3 separate regions of the Zea mays genome follow, and all the other regions are linked to region 2. A link is a contact called in public Hi-C data. All regions are on one chromosome and are shown on one strand. The core of a region is the stretch at or near the end of the contact, and the rest is flanking DNA. Distances in the headings are between cores, read along the strand shown.

Evidence for each region. Hi-C and Micro-C count contacts between places; a contact is called where the count stands out from the background.
Region 1: a contact with region 2 is called in a Hi-C map of leaf, with 8 times the contacts expected there. The contact joins the promoter of LOC103642486 here to the promoter of LOC100383276 in region 2. A contact is called at or near these places in 3 of 25 Hi-C or Micro-C datasets (ear, leaf and tassel).
Region 3: a contact with region 2 is called in a Hi-C map of leaf mesophyll, with 2.2 times the contacts expected there. The contact joins the promoter of LOC103642551 here to the promoter of LOC100383276 in region 2. A contact is called at or near these places in 10 of 25 Hi-C or Micro-C datasets (bundle sheath, ear, endosperm and 4 more).

What each region holds. Positions count from the first base shown.
Region 1 is chr1:195,436,427-195,439,126 of Zm-B73-REFERENCE-NAM-5.0, reverse strand. It overlaps LOC103642486 (pentatricopeptide repeat-containing protein DOT4, chloroplastic), which reads right to left and starts at 1,308. Exons shown (of 1, transcript XM_008665751.3): 1 at 1-1,308. The coding sequence starts at 668.
Region 2 is chr1:195,752,393-195,755,092 of Zm-B73-REFERENCE-NAM-5.0, reverse strand. It overlaps LOC100383276, which reads right to left and starts at 1,397. Exons shown (of 34, transcript NM_001367907.1): 1 at 966-1,397; 2 at 29-145. The coding sequence starts at 1,127.
Region 3 is chr1:196,097,070-196,099,769 of Zm-B73-REFERENCE-NAM-5.0, reverse strand. LOC103642551 (type II inositol polyphosphate 5-phosphatase 15) reads right to left here and starts at 1,333. Exons shown (of 11, transcript XM_035964208.1): 1 at 133-1,333. The coding sequence starts at 967. It also overlaps the pseudogene LOC118473123.

The DNA of each region.
Region 1 (2,700 bases), core at 59-2,558, 320 kb after region 2:
CCTTCCGTAAGGCTGCCCAAACTGGAAACGCACTTGAGGACACAGGAAACAGCATGTGCATCCGGACTGACCCCGCAGCACTGCATCTGCCTAAACAGGGAGACAGCTTCCTGGAAATCACCCGCCTTGGCGTACGCGCTCATCAGCGAAGTCCAGACACGGACATCAGCAGCTTGAGGAGGCATTCCATCGAACACCGTCCTTGCCTCGCCCAGGTCGCCGCATTTCAGGTACGCCAGCACTAACCTCTTCCCAAGGACGCTCCCTTTTCCACCCGTTGCAGCGGCACTGGACGCGCGAATTAAGGCATGCGCTCTCTTGGCAGCCTCCAACGACCGCTCCTCCCCGCAGAGCTGAACGACCATGCAGTAGCTCCGCACGTCGACGCCGCCGTCAGAGCCCAGCAGCCTCAGAGCGCCCGCGAGGTCACCCGCCTGACAGAGGCGCTGGATTCGCAGGTTCACGTCGGAACTCAGGGCCCGACTTGGCGGATTCTTGGTGCTCCATGAGCTTGGAGCAGCGGTGGGCGCCTCCAGGACTCGGCCAGCCGGTGCCGCCAGCACGCTACACCGAAAGGTTATTCGCGGACTAGTGGCAGCCTTGGGAGGCGGCCATGGTGGTGGGGCGCGGTGGTGAGTGGAAACGGAGTAGAGCGGAGGCGTCGCCATGGTTACGGTGGCTGGAAGGAGCAGAGTTCGAACTCTCCTGCAGGCGAGACGACCGGCGCGCTGACAGGCGGAGGGGCAGGCGGGCGAGAAGCCGAGAGCGCGGGAATGGGACGGTTCGGAAGAGAGAAAGGGGGAAAGCAGAGATAACAGGAGGGGATAAGATCATAAGATAGACCCTGGCAAGTGGGGCCTGGGGAACCTAGACTCTAGAAGGTGTCTGTGTGGAGGAGTGCGGCGGTGACAGCCGTGGACTGGTGGTGGAGGCAACCGCGATGGGCTCCGCCGCCGGAGTTAGAGAAGGAGCAGTATGAGATTGCGGCGGCGTTGATGGCAAGAACTGGGCCACCGGCCCACCACGCCAGCCTAGGCCATCTCCATCGCTGCACACTAGCACATAGGGATGCCATTATGGCAAAATTCTCCATGGGACGGGCCGCACGGGAATCAGACCCGTTCTGGGCAGGTACCCTATGGTCCGCAAGGTCTTGTTAAAAACCAGATAAAAAATCTAGTGATTATTTATTTACGTATTTTGTGATTCGTTTGAAATTATTACTAAGTTAAAATAATTGTGACTTATCAGCTATGCTTTGTGTTGTTATTTATATCTACTTTTGTATTGTTGTCTGTAATAATAGATATGTTGTAATTATTATCAAGTAGTGAATATTTGTTTTTTTGGTAAAAATATTCCCCTCGGTGTCCCAAATAAGGACCGGGCACGAGGGCGAGGATATGGATCAATTTTTCTGAACGATTACAAGGAGAGGATATGGTGATCCATGGTAACGTAGTTCTCAACGCGTTATCAGCACGCTCTATCTTGACGTTGCTATAGATTCAATCTATACCGAATCTCCATCAAGTCGGCAGGTATCCCGGCCTTGCCAAACTATCCTACGCGATAGCCTTCGATTTCCTTTCTATGCGGTCACACGGTATGTCTTTCTAAGTAGATTGGATGTACCTTTTATGGGCGATCATCCGGTCGAACAAGTACACGGCGCCTGGACACGTCTTCAACCAGGCGCAGCAGGGGAGTTGGTCCGGCTGTTCCCGCGAAAGGACTCGGTGTTCTATCCCTGTCGCTGTACCTCTATGGCTCCACCCTGCATCCGACCACGGACGTGTGGCCTGTGGGGCATGGTCACCCGGTACGGTACTACAACGCGTACCTGTGGGGCTCGGATGAGAGGCTGCCGTTGGCGTTGTGCTATTCGGCGGCGCGCTCCAGCAGAGCAAGCACAGAGAAGAGGGCCCTACTAGTGGCGGCCTTGGCTTGCCCGACTGGCAGGCGCCGGCGCTTTCTGAGAGCACCTAGAGGGGAGTGAATAGGTGATCCTGTAAAATTCAACACTAATAGCCACAAAACTTAGTTATGAAAATTAGAACGGCTAAGTAGCTTGAAGCGAGTTCTTGTGAACACAGATAATCAAAGAGAAAGCACACAAGAGACACGCGATTTTTATCCTGTGGTTCAGCCAAGTAATACTTGACTACTTCGACGTGGCGTCCCAATGGACGAGGGTTGCAGTCAAGCCCTTTCAAGTGATCTGATGATCAACTTGAATACCACAATTTTTCCTTTCTTAGTCTTTCTCCCATTTCGAGGAATCTCCACAATTTGGAGCCTCTCGCCCTTACAATGATGATCACAAAATAAGCACAAAAGTAAGGGAGGGGAGAGCAACACACACAAGACTCAAATCCACAGCACAATCACGCACACAAGTCACAACTCGAGCTCAAAACATAACGCACGGAGTTCACAACTCAAATGGAGCTCAAGTCACTATCACAAAGAATCGAATGCGTGAAGTTGGAGTCTTGGAGTCTTAGAATGTTTCTTATAAGCTTGGGTAACTCCTCTGTGCGTCTAGGGGTCCCTTTTATAGCCCCAAGGCAGCTAGGAGCCGTTGAAGATCAACAAGGAAGGCTATCCTTGTCTTCTGTCGAGTGGCGCACTGGACAGTCCGGTGCGCCACCGGACAGTCACTGTAGACGGTCCGGTGCCGATCTCCTTCCTTTTCTG
Region 2 (2,700 bases), core at 148-2,647:
GTATCTCAGTAAGCAGATGACACAGTACCCGTATAACTTGCGCATGGGACCGGATCTTCCTCCTTATAATCTCTTTCTCTTCCTCCTTTTTAAGGTCAAGAGTATATCTAAAACGTCGTGAAGCATTAAGAACAAGAGCAGCTTGCTGAAATGAAGAGAATAACCATATTTGTCAGAACTCAACAGTAGAAGCTTGTGTCCATCCACTATACACAGACACAGCAAACTTCTGTATACCAAAGGCCAAACTTCAGCTTTACCATGAAAAAAATCTCACATAAGCAACTTTGAACTATTAATAAGTAATAATAAGTGAAACAACTAGTATCTCATTGCCATAAAATTGATGCCTGCTTCTTTTAATAATCTCCCCAGCATGTCAACGGGATAATCCAGCCAAGCTACAGACAGTATCCTCGTCTGCATAAGAGCATCAATGTTTGGAAAACTCTGTGGCTACATGAATTTGCGCAAAGTGGCAGGATCAGGCATTGTGTGTTGTGTCCGCAAACAGACCACGATCCACAATGCATTTGTAGGAATGTAGAAAGAAAACAAGCACAGTGCGCATGTCATTAGGAGAAAAGAGGCTGCTGAACCCCCGAATCAAAGCATCGGGACATTTCACTGGAGTATAACTCTTCAGTGAAATGCTCGTCACACATTCGCAATTCCCCTTCTCTCCGTGCGGCAGAACGCTTGGAGCCTCGAAAATGGAAACGACGCCTCCACAACCACACTCCGAACTCCACACCCCAGTCACGATCATACCGACAATGGCTGTATACTTATTTTATTCTCCGAGAACACTCAAACGGTTAGAGTACGGCATACGCACTAATGATTTCCAAATCGAGGTAAACCACACGGAGGACGCAACCCAGATCCCCGGGGCACGACAGGCCAACCGAAGATCCAAATCCGAAGGGAACAGAGACAGTCAGAGGAGGGAGACGATCGCGTACCCTCCACCGGCGCAACCGGTCGTGCGGAGCGTTCTTATGGGGTATGTCGAACGCGTCGTCGAAGACCACCTCCCCCGCCTCCGCCTCGGCGGGGTCCTCCGCCGCGGCCCGCTCGTCCGGCGAGCGGATCTCCGGCGGCGGCGGCGAACTCCCCTGCGCCATGCCCGATCAGACCACCCCGGCAGCAGCAGCCAGGGGCACCTTCGCAGGAGAGACGACACCGACCGACCGACCGACCGACGAGCGCCCGCGCGCGACCGACCCCTGCGCGCCACACAGACGTCACCACGAGATCGCTGGGGACGCCAGGTGGGGCCGGCGGGAACCCAGTCGCGGCTCACCTCGGCGTCGCGAAGGTTCTTCTCGGCGGGCCTGCTCACACACACACACACACACACAGTTGCCTCGCCCTCTCTCCCTCACCTCCCTGACTCTGAAAATCCTCCTGTATATCCAGCGAAGAATGGGGGAAAAAGCTTCGGGTTTCGTTTTGTTCTCTTCTTCCTCGGCTCGGCCCGCTTTTGCGGTCGGGAATGGGGACTTGTTCTCGAGGCGGTAGCGGCCATGAAGCTTCGTGGAAGCTTCTTGCGGCGCATCACGCTGCCACATGGGCCCGCGCATGGCCAGGACCGTGGGAGCTCGTCCAGACGTGGAGGTGGCCCACCGGTCAGTGATCCGTGTCCGGCGGGAAGTAACGATCGGAATCGGACGCTGCGGATTACTCGAGTCAAGCTTGGCGCGGCGGGTTTAGCTGACAGGTTTGAAATGGAGACGCAGCTCGATGGATTCATTCACAGACGGGACCCAAAAGGATAATGGGATACTGGAGCAGTGGAGCATGAGGATACAACTCGATCGATGCGAACCACAGACATGGCACTACTGTCATGTCCAAGTAGCACGTAGCAGGATTCATCTCCCGCGATATATCAAAAAGAAAGAACGAAAAAAGGAGTTGCATGCACCGGCAACAGTCACGTACTATGACATATCAATACGATGTATAGACGATCGGTCAGGCGACAAAAGGAATGCTGAAGAGGAAGCAGCAGCAGCAGCAGCATACGGTATTACGGTCATTACTGGGTCCAGCTTGCGATCCGTCCAGGATCCCGCTCCGGTCCGGTCCACGTCGCGTGCCACTCACTTCGCCGGAAACCCGGGCTCTTCGGTCACACACCACCGCACACATGCTCCTGCTCGTCTTCCCTCAGTACGGGTACAGCGCCCTGCCGCCCAATCATAGTACTCGCCCGCCTCCCTTTCTCACGGGTCACGGATTTACTTGCACGCCGGGGCACGAGAGCGAGAGCTCCGGCTCCGGCGGTGGGTGGCCGACAGCGACCACCGCCGGCTGCTCGCCGCCGCTGGCCAGCAAGGAAGCGTGGCGCGGCACGCCCGTTCCGGCGCATCTGTCATCCGCTGGGTTTCGTGTTCGCCGTGTTGATTGAGGCCCCCGCGACCGTCGCTGGGTCATGCATGCGATGCGATCGCACATCGCAGTCAGCACTCAGCAGTGTGTTTCCACGTGTTGTCCAGATTGGGTGAGCAGATACAGACAGACTGGACCGGATCTGGGGTCCACCCGTCCAGCTCAGCGCTCCAGGTCCAGGTCCAGGGGCTGGAGCTTTCCAAACAGTTTCCGTCCACGAGCTGGACCAGCATGCTTGCCAGCTCCCACGGATCAGGATCACGGTCACGGGGAAGAAATGAAGAATTCCCGGAAACAGCTCCA
Region 3 (2,700 bases), core at 84-2,583, 340 kb before region 2:
CTGAGCTACCACATTTCAGTCACGTGAAATCAGCCAGCAAAACCGAGCACACTTTCTTGGCACCGAAAAAGTGACATTGCCAGAAGCAGTCCAGTCAGCAGAGCGCAAGATAACGAGATGATCGATTGTTACCGTACGGCGTGACGACGATGGCGAGCACCGGCGTGCGGCTGAACGCCTGCCACGCGAAGGCCTCCTTGAACATGGCCGCGCTGCCGGTGGGGTCTCCTCCGGCGGGCGCGGCGTGGTCCACGCGCCACGCCCTGATCCTGCCCTCCCTGTGTCCCGTCCACACCAGCCCGTTGGCGCTGTCGACCGCGGCGCAGAGCGCGGGCGGGACCGGCACGGAGTCCCTGAAGGGCGCGGCCTCCTCGTCGCCGCGGCGCCGCGGCCCGGCGCCTGGCCACCACCCGCGGAACACCTCGTCGAGGCACCACACCCGGACCCCGGACTCGGCGCCGGCCCACAGCTTCCGCCGCCGCGGGTCGCACACCAGCGTCCGCAGGAAGGCGCCCACCTGCGTCTCCCGCAGCGGGTGGGGACGCACCTCGAGCGGCGGCGGGCGGGCCGGGTGCACCGCCGCGCGGAGCGGCACGCGGAAGATGCCCTCGCCCCCGCCGGCGCCGACGAACTCCGGCAGCGCGTCGCCCGCGCCGTCGTACTGCGACATGGCCCGCTCCAGTGCCGCTGCCACCGCCGAAGGCGGCGTCGGGCCGCCGTCGACCCAGGCGGCGAAGGACGCAGCAGGGGCGAGCGCCGCCTCGCCGTGGCCGTGCCCGTGCCCGTGGCGCTGCGGGAACGACGCGCAGCGCTGCGCCGAGGCGGAGGCGACAGGGCCGTCACCGTAGCTGAGCACGCGCTGCGCGGCGCAGAAGGTGCGTGCGGGCGCGGAGGCAGGCTCCGTGACGCGCGGCAGGTGCAAGTCGGCGGCTTTCCGCTGCGCCGCGGACTCGTCGTCCGGGTCCATGTCCCCGCGATCCGGCTTTGCGATTTTGGAAGCGATGAGAAGGCGGCGAAGGAGGTGGGACTGCAGGAGGATCGGGAGGCGAGCGCTGGAGAGGTGAGAGAAGGTCGGGCGGGGCCGGAACGGAGGCACACCCGTTGCGGGAGCGGAAGGGGCAGGGGAGGGGCCGTGCAGGGAAGGCAACCATGAGAGCGTGGACTGTGGCGTGTGGGTTTATATGGGTGGATGCCTCGTGGACCGGGACCACGGCAGAGGCAGGCCAGGCAAATCAAGGTCCGCGGCCGCCGGCTGGCTCTGCCGTGACAACCAATGTAATCAGAGTTATTAAAACCTGAAGCCGTTTGGAGCTCTCCCCGCGTTTCGCGGTTGCAGTTTTGCATAAAGATCCTCTGTCTTTTCGCGATTTAGCTTGTGCTCCTCCCTCGACTTGGTCTCCGGAATCCAGGTGCAAATCCCTCCCTCCCTCCCAGCCCCCCTCCCCACCTCCCTCTCCACGCGGCGGCTGTCGTCGAAGCCGCCGGGGCCGTCCCTCCCTCCCTCCCAGCCCCCCTCCCCACCTCCCTCTCCGCGCGGCGGCTGCCGTCGAAGCCGCTGGGGCCGTCCACCACCAAACCCTACCCGCTCTTCGCCAACCCTCGCCTCCTGCGTCGCCGCCTAGCGCTCTCCGGCGTTGGCGCCGACCCCAGCCGCCGCGGGTGAGGGCCCCTCCGCCTCCTCCACCGAGGACCCGGTCCTCGTCCGCGTCGCCGCAGCCGCCGCCGAGTCCAAGCTCGTCTCCTACGGGGATGCGACCGCCGAGTCCAAGCTCGTCTCCTACACGTACGAACCTTATCCTGTGACCTGTCACACGCGCCCTTCCCATTCCCGTGGTCTCATTGCTTCGACCGCGTTCGTTCGCAGGAAGCTGGGTCCTCTGGCCAGCGGGGACGTGTTCTGCCTTCTGCTGTTCTCTGCGATTGGAAGGTTCAGCCATGGCCTGCCCGTCCTCGACGCCGAGACGTTCAAGACGGCCGACCCCTTCATTGCTGGTTAGGGAATCGGAAATAGAGCCTTTTTAGGGTTGTTGCTCATCTGACGCGCGAATAGATGGTTTGCTCATGGATTTGGGTCTTCTACAGGGTGGTTGCTGAGCGCCTATCTTCTTGGCGGATTTGGCGATGATGCCAAAGGGCGCAATGGCGTCGGAAGCGTGATTATCACCGTAGCTAAATCATGGGCTGTTGGGATACCGGTAACTTTCAATTCTTTAATTCTACTGTTTCAAGAATGAGCCAGGTTGAAATGTTATCTTGGTTCTTGTTGTTTTTTTACCCAAGGTCAATAACGTTTTTGTAAGCTTATGCCTTCTGATTTTTAACCCATCTAACACCATCTTCTGTTTTTTTGCCGACCGTGCTTGCACACAACACCATCTTCTATTATCCATCATTGTTGTCTATTGCTTGCATGAGTGCATCTGCCTTCCCCTTGTACAATATATAACTTTTTTTATCAAATACATCACAAACTGCATTTATTTCTGTGTCTCATCTATTCATGCAATTATTTGTTCTATGTATTTGTCACGTCCCGTGGCCGCCGTCGACGAGGAACGGGGCGTGAGACTCCGACAAACTCGCACGTTCTCTTGTCAATTTTATTCATCACACCAACAGGAGCTTCATTGCCCCCTAACACTTTCTCCTGTTGAGGACGATTGCTGCAAATTTGGCGGTCTGGATGTCTGAAAATGACCA